Linked DNA regions of Zea mays: regions 2 and 3 are each linked to region 1. Evidence: chromatin contacts called from public Hi-C data. All regions are on one chromosome and are shown on one strand. Each heading gives the region's core, a stretch centred on a gene start, on an enhancer-like site or on the middle of the called end of the contact. The rest is flanking DNA. Distances are from core to core; before and after follow the strand shown. Region 1 holds the start of LOC100273588. Region 2 holds the start of LOC100282921 (alkaline phosphatase D). Region 3 holds the start of LOC100382112 (Inorganic phosphate transporter 2-1 chloroplastic).

Region 1 (4,367 bases), core at 1,163-3,662:
ATAGGGACAATCAAAATAAAGTTGGCTACACTTCAAATTCTATTGTCCATTCAGGTAGTCCAATCTTTGTATACCACACAATTTGTATCCAGGAATCCAACAACATTAAAATCAAACACTCACAATCCTCCCTCATGCTTGAACTCAATTCAAGGGCCCAAAGGTCGTGGTTCTTTATGTGACCTGGCTTCAACACCGATGGACCTGTCAGAATCTGTAAACATTGATCCTCACAGAAGGAAAAAAAACTTGTCAACACTGGTAAGATTGTAACATTTGGAGCAGACATATATGTCAATTCAGGAATCCTGATTTTATGTTGTTGATTTTTATTTATGATCAATTATCAAAACACCTGCTAAGAGTCGATTGATTTGTGTTTTGAGAAGACACCATAGACGCTAATGACACATACGTAGCTAGGCCTAACAGAAGTAGGCAAGATCATTCTAAACACCAGCTTAACAGAATTACTGGAAAGATCATTCTAAACACTATTCGCACATTTGCCTACGACCCCATCATCATAGGTCTCCTGTAGCTCTTCCACAAGCTTGAGCAAAGCCATGGCCGAGGTTCCACCGTGGCTCACCGCTGACTTGGCTGCTTGCTGCGCCCACACAGCCCTCTCCCGCATCCGCTTCGCCGCCTTGCTTTCAGCGTCCATCAGCTCCCGAACCTTCTCCTCCACCTCCGCGCTCCCGACGACGTCAGCGCCAACCTTCAGGGCTATCCTGACGCCGGCGCCTAAGATGTTGGCCACGTGCCTTGCGTTCAGGTGCTGCTCCGCGATCATCGGCCACGCCAGCATGGGCTTCCCGGCGGCGAGGCTCTCCATCACAGAGTTCCACCCGCAATGGCTCACGAACCCACCAACTGCCTTATGGGCCAGAATACTTCTCTGCGGAACCCATCCACGGACGATCCGGTTGTTGGGCCCCACGTCCACCGGCGGCGACCACGTGTCAGATCGGACGGCCCAGAGGAAGGGATGGCCGGACTGCACCAGCCCGTGCACCAGCTCGTCCAGCTGCACGTCCGTGATGTGGGCCTGCGTCCCGAACGAGATGTACACCACCGACCCCGGATGCGCCGCCCTCTCGTCGAGCCACGAGAGACAGCCCTCGGGGTCTTGCTCCTTCTTCTCGCCGTCCGGCATGTCGCCGGCGGCCATGAACAGCGGGCCCACGAGCCAGGCACGGGCGCCCGTCTCGTAGAATGACTCCAAGGCCGACACGTAGGCCGCGTCGAGCGCGTCGAGGCTGTTGCTGAGGACTCCCCAGCTGCGCACGTCCGAATCACCGATCTCGTCCATGAAGAAGCGCGTGAACGGGTTGTCGGGGTCGGCCCTCTTGGTGACCCCATCGGGAACCTCCTCCGCCCTGACCGCCACGTGCTCCGGCATGCCGGGCACCTGGATCATGGTCCCGGGCTCGAAGCTGGTCGGCGGGCTCGCAGCGAGCGCCTTGCAGATCGCCGAGGCGAAGCAGGACATGCCGTTGAACACGATGCGGCGGACGCCGGCGTCGGCCGCCACGCGGCGCGTGAACCCGAGGAAGAAGTCGGAGACGAGCGCGAGCGGCGGGGACGGGAGCGACGCCAGGAACTCGGCGAACGGCCCGCGCAGGAGCCCCGTCGCCTGCATGAACGTCAGGTGCAGCGACGGGCACGGGAGGGCGTCGGTGGACTCGACGCCCTCCGGCAGCGGCGGGAACGACGGGAACGGGAGCGCGACGAGGCCCACCGACGCGGGCAGACGGCTCCGGGCGAAGGCCACGTTGCCCGGGGTGGTGACCAGGGTCACGCGGAGCCTGCCGTGTTGCGCCGAGAGTGCCGTGGCGAAGTGGAGCAGCGGGAGCATGTGGCCCTTCGCCATGAAAGGGAAGATGACGACGTGGTCGCGGCCTGACCTTGACACAGGAACGTTCAAATCCCCGATACGAACGAACTGCACGTAGGGGAGAATGCGACAAACAGTTGGAAAGGGTTTTCTCACCAGCGACAGCTGCGAAGTAGTCTGCCCGCGGGGCGCAGCGGAATCCGCGGCGGAGCTCCGACTCCGGCATGAAATCGCCACGCGCTCCGATCACCACTTCGCCCGTTGATACAACGGCCGGTTCTCTCGAGCGTTGCCGAACCCCACTGACCCAATCGATTGAGCCCAAGGTTCGCACGGCAGCGACGGATCTCGACTCTCTCTCTCGCGGTGGTTCACGAAGGCAGAGAAGTGGTAGTTCGGCGGCTGGTGAAGGCGGTCTTATAGCACAGAGATGCGAGGGGGAAGAAGTCCGCGGCGCCGGATCCTCGGCGAGATCCAGCATCGGCGGGTGGTTACGCCCGAGCCGGGCGCCATTGCAACGGCCCTGGCGGAGAAGGCGGGCTGACGCCTGGGTCCCACGCAACGGTGACTGTGAACGCCCTCGGCGAGCGGAGCCCACCAGTTAGTGACCGGGAAAGAAAACGCGGCGCGGGAGGGTGCGACTGATGCGCGGGTCCGGCCTGTCAGCGCCAGGCTGCGCGAGAGCGGGAGTTGGGCCGCCGCGGGTGTAATTCGTTGGTGGGCCGAGAAACAAAGTTGAGGCCCAACAGGCATTTTCTCTTGTTTTTCTTATTTCTGTTTGAATTTCTTTCACAATTTCGAATTTTGGTATTTAATTTATGAATTGTTCATGAGTTTCACACACAATTCAAGTGCACAAACAAAAGTCCCAGCATGATGCAATATTTTATTTTACTATTATTTTCATTTTATTTCATTATTTATTAGGGAATTTATCCATGACAATTGGTTTTTTTATACATGTGTGTGCTCAAGGAAGGGAAAAAATGCATATAATGTACATCCAAAACTCTATCTCCTTTATTTATTACTAGGTCTATGTCCGTGCGTTGCTACGGGAGTAAAAAATTAGTATGAAACATATATACAGAACGACAAACATCATTGTCCCTCTAATTGGTTGGACGCATCGTTTCATCGTGAGTCACTGCATGCATTGATTTTATCTAAGCATTTGTTTGGTGAGGGAATGTTGAAACACTATCTATATATCTATTCAGATGACTGAAAAATCTTTGTTGCAAAATAGTTCTTTGCTTTCCAGTTTAGTTTACTACTATTATGAACATTGATGGTATTTACTTGATCTTGTCCAAAGCAGTCCATGTTCAAATTCATTTGTGGGGTATATGGTGTCTCCAATATGCTCTAACTTAACTTCAGAAGAGGTTTACTTTCAGTGTGTGTGCGCATGGGGTAGGGCGAATGACAAAAGGCAGTGTTGTACATAAATAATAGCTTTTGAAAACTTGGCTAGTTGATTTAGCAGAGATGATTTGGCAGCTAGGTTAATTAGAACCAAATGATTTTCCCATGTTAAGTTAATTTCTTCTTTGGAGATGGACAAGAGTTTTATGCAATAAGAAAAAAGCAAAGCAGAAGGATATGCAGGAATATGCTCTTACTTAAATTCAGAAGAGGCTCTATTATTACTTTTAGTGTGTATGTGTTTGGCTGCAGGGGGTAACCAGTAACAAGCATATATGTAGTGGCAAGAGACTATATAATAATTTTAAAGTTGATGATTGCTAGGGGAGACTACTAAAGGATAAAAAATCGTCAAAAAAATTAAAACGCTTGCTTCGTCATTTTTCTGAATACTAAAGGATAAAAAAACTTCTCAACCATCCCTATCTTTCCAGTAATTTCAAGGGAGCTGAGCTGATAGGGATGGTTGGTAGAACGATGAGAGAAGCGTGAACCATTCCGTGCAAGGAAAATCACCGCCAAAAGATAGACGGTACAGAAGCTGGAGTCCATAGAAACAACACTAGGGTGTTTTCTTGGGCTTATTTCTAGCTTCCTAGAAGGTGTTGTGGACCGTCAAACGTCTATCTTTTCAGTCTATTTTTATAAGAATCGTTTTGGTGAAAACAGTTCAAAACCAACATGAACACAAAAAACGATCGTCGTCATAAAAGTAGGAAACTGTCAATTTCTAGATCATAAGAATGTCTCCAACAGATAGGGGGACGCAGAACTGTAGATGACACGAAGACATTGTTTATAGAGTGGAGTTTGAAACAAAAGATAAGATTGAAAATAAAGTTGAAGATACCCTGTGAACTCCTCACTTAATACCCATGATATTCAGAATCTTCTGGTGGCTAGCTTCTCTCCGCATCCGTATTCAGAAAAAAGACGAAACAAGTAGACCCCTAGTCTGCTAGAGCTTAGCAGGCGCTGACATCAGGAATTCAACTCGTTGGGTGGAGGTGTTAGTGTTAGGAGTTGTAAGATGAAGAAGAGGCGCATCATCAGGTGTTACAAAGGAGTTTCTATCTGTTTTTGCCGACCTGAGTGTTGG
Region 2 (4,367 bases), core at 1,312-3,811, 210 kb before region 1:
GGAGAACATATCAAAGTTTGGAAGAATCAATGCATCATGAATACAACGATGTGTGTTATTTGAATAAGAAATTAGATAAACCTTCTCTAGTTAACAGCAAATGGACATGACATAAAATTATAAGAGACTACACCTTCACACGTTTTCCTTCAGGGCCAAACATGTATGAGGCATAAACACCAGCTTGTTTCCTCCTAAACAAACAATAATAGAGTATTAAATTATCAGGCAGGGAGATTCCTCCCCATGTTGAACGTAAAAAAAATCAATAAGATTATTATGAGGCATCCGTGGGTGTATGTCTGTATGTATGCATATCCCCAAACTTAAACAGAAATGTCTGGTCACATCCTGGAAGAAAACCTAATATTACTGTGACCACAAAAGTAACAAGGAAATGACATTAGAGCAACAATGGCAATAACATTCCATCCTAAAATTCTAATAAAGAATGCAACCACAAAAAAATGGAAAATGAAAGAAATTTATGTTAAAAAAGGAAGAAATTTACAAGAAACTTGGTACAACTATTGGACTGTATATATGTAAAACATACAACAACAAACGCTAGAGGGCAGACCCAGTGTTGGAGGCTCTCACATAAGTAAGATCTAGGGGAGGGATAAACCGATGCAAGCCTTGCACCCGATGCGGAGAGGCTGCTTCGAATCCATGACCTGGTATTGCAGTGAGAAAATTCTCACCAATGCACCAGGCTTGCCCTTCAACAACAAAGGCTGGAGGCAAATAAAATCTAAATGGCATCAAGCTGTTATAGGTGCAAATTGATAAGTTGATAGTGATCCATTAGTTGAAATAGATACAGAGCAAAAAAAGAACTCACTTATGAATTGTATGATGGTTAAAGGATAAAAGGAAAGTAAATAGACGTTTGAGTGTCCAAGTTTAGATGAATTCCCCAAGTACTGTGCTGTTGATGAAATGTGGTATTTCTAGCGAAGGGTGCTGTTTTGTAATGAAAAAATATAGGCGTAGACACAAGTATGTAAAACAGGTTGTAGAGCAACGCTTTATAGAAAACAAATAGCTTACCAATGTGCTTGGTGTGAATCGATTTAACAAATAATAAGTCAATAACTACACAACATAAAAATGAAAACAAATTGACTCCAGTGTTTCTAAGTGCATACCGTTTACTGTCTTCAGGTTCATCCAAGAAATCTAACATAAGCCTTTGAGCAATCACTTTCCCACTAAGTTCTTTTCCTGCATCATTCAATCCATAATCATGGTCATCCCATGTTCCAAGAACCTGCAATTAGCAAATTTCAGTGGTGACACCAATTTGCCATCTTTCAGAAGAGGAAAGAAGCAGTGTTGCAAAGTCTCCGTAAGGGTAGAACATACATAAACTGTAAATAAACGAAGAGACAAAGTGACACCCAGCCCACAGTTGGAGATTAAGAGGGTGTTTGGTTTAAAAAAGCAATCCATTCTAGATGAGGTGGTGCATCATGAGTCAATTCCACAAATTTAGTGAAATAAACTCATTTTTTATATTATTACTAATTATTAGCCTACGAAGAATGAAATAGTGATGAATCAACTCATTCTATTCCATAAACCAAACAAGAAAGCTAGGAGTAAGAATATGATGAACTACCTCCTTTCTCAAACCAAACACGCTGCCATAGAACCAACTCGGGACTGGGGAGTGCATTCTAGTATTTCGATTTTATATACGTTTGCCATTATTGGGAGTGCATTCTAGTATATTCGATTTTATGTACGTTTGTCATTATTGTAATGCTGTATCGTCAGCATATCCATACTGTTGAGTGTTGAATCTTTACAGGATCAAGACGAGCCGCTCCGACATTCCATGGGCGAGAAAACAAAGGATCGGAGGCCTGACCTGAGCCCTCTCCCTGAGCCTGGCGTACCCGGGCTGCGCCCTGGCGAGCTGGTACCGCCTCCGCAGCTCCTCCTCGGTGGAAGGGTAGAAGCGCGGCACGTTCTTCCAGGGCCCCACGGTGCGCTCCCTCCCGAAGACCCGGAATGGGCGCTTGTTGTCGCCGTAGACGTTGTCCCCGAGCCAGACGAACACCTGCGGGTCGAACCCCGCGACGGCGTTCCAAATGGGCTGCACTAAACAATCCCCGTCACAACTTGATCGAAATGGGCGGGCATGGCCGTGTGGGCGTTCCGTCGACCACCTGGGGCTCGCTCTGGTTGGCACAGGATCCGAAGGCGATCCTGGACACCACGGCGTCGGGGGCGGCGCGGACCGACGAGGACAGGATCAGGAGAAGGAGGAGGGCGAAAGTGGCCGCCATTGCGGGTGGGGAGCGACGTACGAGCGAGCCCGGCAGAGACGAGGCGGTGAGGAGAAATTCCCAATTGCGGGAGAGGTGGACGTGTGGTGGTGGGGTGGGGGCGATGCCGATGGCAGACCGCAGACGCACGGAGAGAGAGAAAGAGCGAGGAAGAAAGTTGGAAGCTCCTTGTTTGTTTGGCCTTTCTTTTCACCGGTTCCGTTTTAACTAATTAATTAATATTAATGCGGTGGAAATTGGAATGGTGTGGACATCTGCGTGCCGTGTTTCTCTCCTGACGCCGTGATCGTGGTGATGTTTCTAGAGATAGAGAACAACATGCAGGAATTTGCACCATGTGCTAGCCAAGTTGCAGCAAAGTGCATCACGTTGCTAGTTTCCATTTTGAGCTGGGATATTTCCAGAGCTGTCACCTGTGGTTATGGGGATGTTTGGATCCGGGAGCTAAACTATACTGATTAAAGTTTAGCTCTAAAATATTTTTTACTATTTTTATTACTTTTAACTCTTTTTATTTAGATCTTTAGCTTATAAAGTGACTATATTTTAGTTATTTCTGTTTTAGCTCTGGAATCCAAATAGGCTCTAACCAGAGAAAACCTAGTTCCAAATATTTGTTGCTTAAAGCCTTAAACGGCTCGTGGAGCACTTCGTTGTGCAATTCACATTCAGAGAAGAGATCTAAGGGACTGTTTGTTTTAGCTTATAGATTATATAATCTATATTATAATTTAAATTATATAATCCAAATTATAATCTAGATATATTATAATCTATATGTAGTTGTTTGGTAGTTTAGATTATACAAATGTAGATTATTTACAAAGACAACAATATCCTTATTTGTTTATTTGAGGTGAGAAAAGAAGGATATCATATATTGTAATTTCTATTTACATAACCATGAGTAGTGGGTCTTTTACCAAAATAATCGCAAATAAGGTACTCCTGGGGAGATTATAAGATTATCTTAATCTGGACTTTAGATTATATAATCTGAACTCATAATCTAGTTGTTTGTTTATCTAATGGATTATTTGCGCCAGATTATATAATCTGGAGAGATTATAATCTAAAACAAACAGGGCCTGAGTCACAAATATTTATTGCCTATAAACGGCTCGTGGAGCACCGTCTTTTCCTTTCTAAATTATATAAGTTGGATTACGGTGAAGTAATACTAGGATAAAATATTATTTTGGATTCATAAATAAGATAAAATAAGCTACATAATGATATCTTAATTTCAACTTATTTATAGTTCTAAAGTAATATTTTATCCTTCTACTCTTTTACTATAATACAAATTATATAATTTAGAAGGGAAATGAACAAGCCCTTACACTCCTAGTAAAGCTTCAACACCAAGCAAATTATCAGATGCTTTAATCTTTATGGATACATTATGAACGCTGCACAGCCAGCCTTAGACATCTAAAATCCAACAAATATATAGTTCCTTTCCTTCCATTATTATTATTATTATTATTATTATTATTATTATTATTATTATTATTATTATTATTATTATTATTATTATTATTATCGTTATTTCTATAGTAAAAATTGTGCACCATGCCGTGCAGGGAGTTTGCCACGTCACTTCTTTCTTCTCAGCCGTTGGATACCAAATGGAGTACAGAAAATTGTCCATATCGCCTTTTAATAGAGTCTATTGGATGCCTTTTGAACGGTGCATACTCTGCCTTTTTTTCCTCTCACATCCTCCCGTAAGTTCCAGAGAAGACTGGGCATTGGACACTCCGACCAATAAGAAATCCTCCCGTAAGTTCCAGAGAAGGCTGGGCATTGGACACTCCGGCCAATAAGAAAACGGGCAAAAGAAAGAAAAGGGAAGGAAAGCAACGTGAGAGGCACGCCCTCGCTCCTGGCAGCCGAGAACGCGTCTACTGCTCCTGACGGCTAGGTTTCCATCCTCCTCTCCTCAGTCTCTCGATCTTGCTCTTCTTAGGTCCTGTGACAACAAATCTCTCTATCCGCATCGTCGTTCTTAGGCGCCGTCGTGAACGCTACTTCTCTTGCAGGTAACAACCCTAAGTTCTTGATGTT
Region 3 (4,367 bases), core at 1,082-3,581, 140 kb after region 1:
TTCTTGTGCTTATCAATTATTTACTGATAAATAATAAACATACACTAAGCATGGTGAATCCAAATTTATGAAAAATGACATATTGAGAATGAATCATGACATTAGAAGGCAAACTATATTAGGGTAGAATGTTATTTTTTACTTGATTGTCATAAAAATCAGCACTTTATTTTGTTTTGAGGATGAGGATTGCATCACTAATTTTCCTTAGTTTTACAAAAAAAAAACTAAAGCAAGAAGGACTAAGAAGAAAATCGTGTGATTATTTACAAAATGCACTAAAGATAAACGGTTTTGGATTTGACAGGTCACTAAAAAAGGAATAAGTTTTAGTTGCGCAACACCATGTATTGTTGTTACCTTATCTGCAGAAGCAACTTTAGAAGTTACCTCACGACTTATTCTTGATTCCCCCACATTTCTTCCCCTTCTACAATGACACAAAAATGAACAAGATATGCAAATCTTAACTCATTGTTTGAAATATCCATGGGAAGCAAAACAAGCAGCACTGCTGAAAAAGGATAATTTTTATGGCAGTCACTGAAAGTGGAGTAACTATACTACTGAAGATCAAAATTTAGGCACAATCTGCAGAAAGGGAGGGAGGAGACATTTTAGTTTGTTTATCGATATGAATAGGGCACAGTTTACCTCCTACTTTATGTTGGTGATATTGTACTAACAATTTCCTCAACCACTCTGGTTGCACTAACAATTACCTCCTTACTTTATGTTGGTGCACTTCAGCAGAAGTCCCCTGTGATAGATCTTAACGCTCTTCATAACTTCTTGGGCATACATGTTCAGCACACAGGTTTGGGTCTCTTCCTCTCTAAGCTATAGTACATTATTGAGATTCTTGAGCATGCTAGAATGATTGACTGCAGAGGCCACCTAGTTACGTCAATTATTGTTGCCTAAGGCTAAGATGCACACTCTCAGCCATTGGTCATTCAGCCATTCTGGTACCGTTTCAGTCGTTGTATTACATTTTCACTCATTCTGTTGTGGTTTCAGTGATTCTGTTACTGTTACAGTTGCAGACGTTCGGTCACAGCGGGACACATGGGGAGTGCCGCGTGTTTGGTGGTTGCAGCGTGCGGGCTAATCGGGGTGCGACGGTTAGGGCACCTGAAGAAGCGCATGGGCTAATTAGAATACATGTGTTTAGTGTGTTTACAACGGTTCCCGATGGAATGTTTCGAAAGTTTTGATTGACATTTTTTATTTTAAAGATTTTCATAAATGGCTTACGAAATGACATAGTGGCTTACGAAATGACATAGTGGCTTACGAAATGACATGTTCTCAAGTATGCCATTGGGTAATACTGATCCCGTGGAGGAACTGTAGAACAGGCCCTGCTCATAGCATGAAAGCATAGATCTGGGCCTAGGCCCAGGAATGCATGGGCTTATCCCTGAGCCCTTCACCATCTCGGTTCTCGAAGCCGTAGTAGAAGATATGACAGGGACAAGTATTCCACACCTGATCCCCGGACAGAAAAAGAAAAAAAAAACTGAAAAAGACCCCGCCGATTCTAAGCGGCTGGCTGCCACTCAAGTTGCTCGTCCTTTTCTTGCCACCCAGCAGCGCTCCATCTGCATATTGGCAACGGAGAAAACCTTTACTATCTCGATGATAAGCACATAGAACCTTTGCGTCTCAATGACAAGAACCTAAAGGTTACCTTTCTTTGTTCTTGGGCCACATGCCACTCTGTTCACGCATTTAGCTAGAGCAACGAAGCAGATATCCTACGGGAGGGAATGACAACAAAACATGACCATGAATATTCACGGCACGCCTTGTCCAGCGGCGCTGGTAAATACTTTGTGGCCATGGAGATGCAAGCGGGTAGCAGGACAACAGCAACCATACGACCAGCATGGCACTTTCTTATCATACGAACCTAGCACAGTGTGAGTTTAGTGCAAATAACAAGACTTGATATATGGTGCTCGTCCAATTTGATTAATGTGCACAGTGTGTGTGTATACTATATAGCAGTACATATGAAAATCCAACAAGGAACAGGCACGACGAAACATTTCAGGATCCAGGATTTTCCAACCGCCCTAAGATGGTAGCGACATGCTGAACAGTGACGAACAGCAGAAACGGACACAGAACTAGATATCTGGAAAACCGGCTGGGCGGAAGGTGAGGCCAAAACGATCATGCAAACTGGGAACAGTGAGGTGATCAGCTGCGACACAAGTTATGGATCAGGCAGGAATCTTGCCCACATCCCCTTCCACCACTCATTCGCAGCCACCAACCGTTCGCCTCAGCGTGCGCAGCCGCGGTCACCACATCACAGAACGGCGCTCACTTCTTCCCATAGCTAGGTTCCTATGCCCACAGTCACACAGCTTGTCTCCTTCCTCCTCTCCACCCCGGCCCCTTGATCTCATCTCTTCCATCCTAGCTTGCTCGCCGCTGCCAGTCTCTCCTCCACCTGCAACTCCCATGTCTCAGTCTTCTCCTCTCTTCTCCGTCGCCCGAGCGCACGCCGGAGCAGGAGGGCGAGCCGTGGCAGCCGCTCTCCTGCTCCGTCGTCGCCCCATTGCACAGCTGCCGCACAGCATCCATGGCCTACGGTGTCTCTCTCCAGCCAGAGCGACACCTTCCAAGACGCTCCTCAGCCTCCCCCGCGCCACGCTGTCCTCCTTCGCCGACCCCGACGGCGACGGCGGCTCCAGCGCGAAAGCCAGCGACGGCGGCGCCAAGGCCGGCGCCGGCGGGGAGGAGCAGGTCGGGGAATGCGAGATGTCGGAGATGGCCAGGGCGTTCCACATCTCGCCACGGGTGGCGACGTCCATCTCCGTGACGATCGCGTTCGCCGCCCTCACCGTGCCGCTGGCGATGCGCTCGCTGGTCTGCCACGGGACCTTCAGGATGAACGCGCTGGCGTACTTCACGCTCCTGTCGGGGTTCTACATGGCGTGGAACATCGGGGCGAACGATGTCGCGAACGCCATGGGGACGTCGGTTGGGTCCGGAGCTCTGACGCTCCGGCAGGCGGTGCTGACCGCCGCGGTGCTCGAGTTCTCCGGCGCATTCCTCATGGGGACCCATGTCACCAGCACCATGCAGAAGGGAATCCTGGTTGCGTCTGCGTTCCAAGGGAAGGACTCTCTGCTCTTCGCTGGACTCATATCCTCCCTTGCTGCTGCCGGTACATGGCTGCAGGTATGTTATGTGGTCCATGATTCCATCGCCCTTTTGAGTTCTGCTGAGATTTCACCCAGTTTCTTGGGAACTAGGATGTGCTACCAGTGACATGATCATGCAACCATCTCTATCGGTTGCGCTACGTACAAATGAGGACCTTGATCAACCGCGACGTGCCTTCCAAAACCAATTTTGGAGGCCTTTCTATGCTTTCTGCTCTTGTTTGTTTGTTTGTGGGTTGGCCCTCTCAAGTGTTTGTGGTTGTCCCGTAGCCTGCTGAGGCATATGCCGTCTCGTTGAGCCAAAACCTTCTGTTTCCTTGAATGCAAGGCAGATCTCCTGCCACTTACTTTCGAAAAAACCGATCATGGCACCAGAACTACTGATTAATTAATCTGATATGGAAATTCATAATCTTTACACACATGGAAGCTAGTCAATGTTGCCAAACAAATCATGGCCGCTAACTGCATCTTTAACAAAGACTCTGCAAAGGGAAAGGAACCAGCAACTTAGTAAATATAACCATCTGCCCATATCATGGTTTTAGGCTTCGCGGTGTGAAATAATTTGTTATGCCCATGTTGAGATTGGTTTAATTATATTATTATATGTGATCATTATTGCAAACTGCGCCATAAGAGTATGCATCTACATGTATTAACCTGTGCTGTGTTCTTAGGTTGCTTCGTCATATGGCTGGCCTGTCTCAACTACACATTGTATCGTTGGGGCCATGGTTGGTTTCGGGCTGGTGTATGGAGGGGTGGATGCAGTTTTCTGGAGTTCTTTGGCTAGAGTATCTTCATCCTGGGTCATCTCTCCTTTGATGGGTGCAGCTGTCTCTTTTCTTGTTTACAAGTGCATACGCAGGGTGAGTTCCAGAGTAGCCTCCCTTTATAATCTAAATGACACACTAAAAACAAAAGACAGTTCCATTTCAGTACTTACACAAAAATGATTATATAACCAAAATGCCATAAATACATAGACTGTTTATGAGGAGGTGCAAAGGTTATTTTTGTACTGACCTGTTTTTTTACTCAGTTTGTATACAGCGCACCAAATCCAGGCCAGGCTGCAGCTGCTGCTGCACCAATCGCAGTCTTCACCGGTGTCACTGCAATCTCGTTTGCTGCTTTTCCTCTCAGCAAGGTGTTCTCCATTGCCATCCTGCAAGCAGTGTC

Evidence for each region. Hi-C and Micro-C count contacts between places; a contact is called where the count stands out from the background.
Region 2: a contact with region 1 is called in a Hi-C map of leaf, with 9 times the contacts expected there. The contact joins the promoter of LOC100282921 here to the promoter of LOC100273588 in region 1. A contact is called at or near these places in 4 of 25 Hi-C or Micro-C datasets (ear, leaf and tassel).
Region 3: a contact with region 1 is called in a Hi-C map of leaf, with 7 times the contacts expected there. The contact joins the promoter of LOC100382112 here to the promoter of LOC100273588 in region 1. A contact is called at or near these places in 3 of 25 Hi-C or Micro-C datasets (ear, leaf and tassel).

The regions. Positions count from the first base shown.
Region 1 is chr5:183,441,843-183,446,209 of Zm-B73-REFERENCE-NAM-5.0, forward strand. LOC100273588 reads right to left here and starts at 2,413. Exons shown (of 2, transcript NM_001148005.2): 1 at 1,997-2,413; 2 at 1-1,905. The coding sequence starts at 2,321. The coding sequence ends at 488.
Region 2 is chr5:183,231,751-183,236,117 of Zm-B73-REFERENCE-NAM-5.0, forward strand. LOC100282921 (alkaline phosphatase D) reads right to left here and starts at 2,562. Exons shown (of 9, transcript NM_001155826.2): 1 at 2,178-2,562; 2 at 1,877-2,104; 3 at 1,152-1,273; 4 at 134-194. The coding sequence starts at 2,297. LOC103627362 (a long non-coding RNA gene) reads left to right here and starts at 4,116. Exons shown (of 4, transcript XR_002748283.2): 1 at 4,116-4,342.
Region 3 is chr5:183,583,468-183,587,834 of Zm-B73-REFERENCE-NAM-5.0, forward strand. It overlaps LOC100382112 (Inorganic phosphate transporter 2-1 chloroplastic), which reads left to right and starts at 2,332. Exons shown (of 3, transcript NM_001174873.1): 1 at 2,332-3,198; 2 at 3,863-4,054; 3 at 4,228-4,367. The coding sequence starts at 2,476.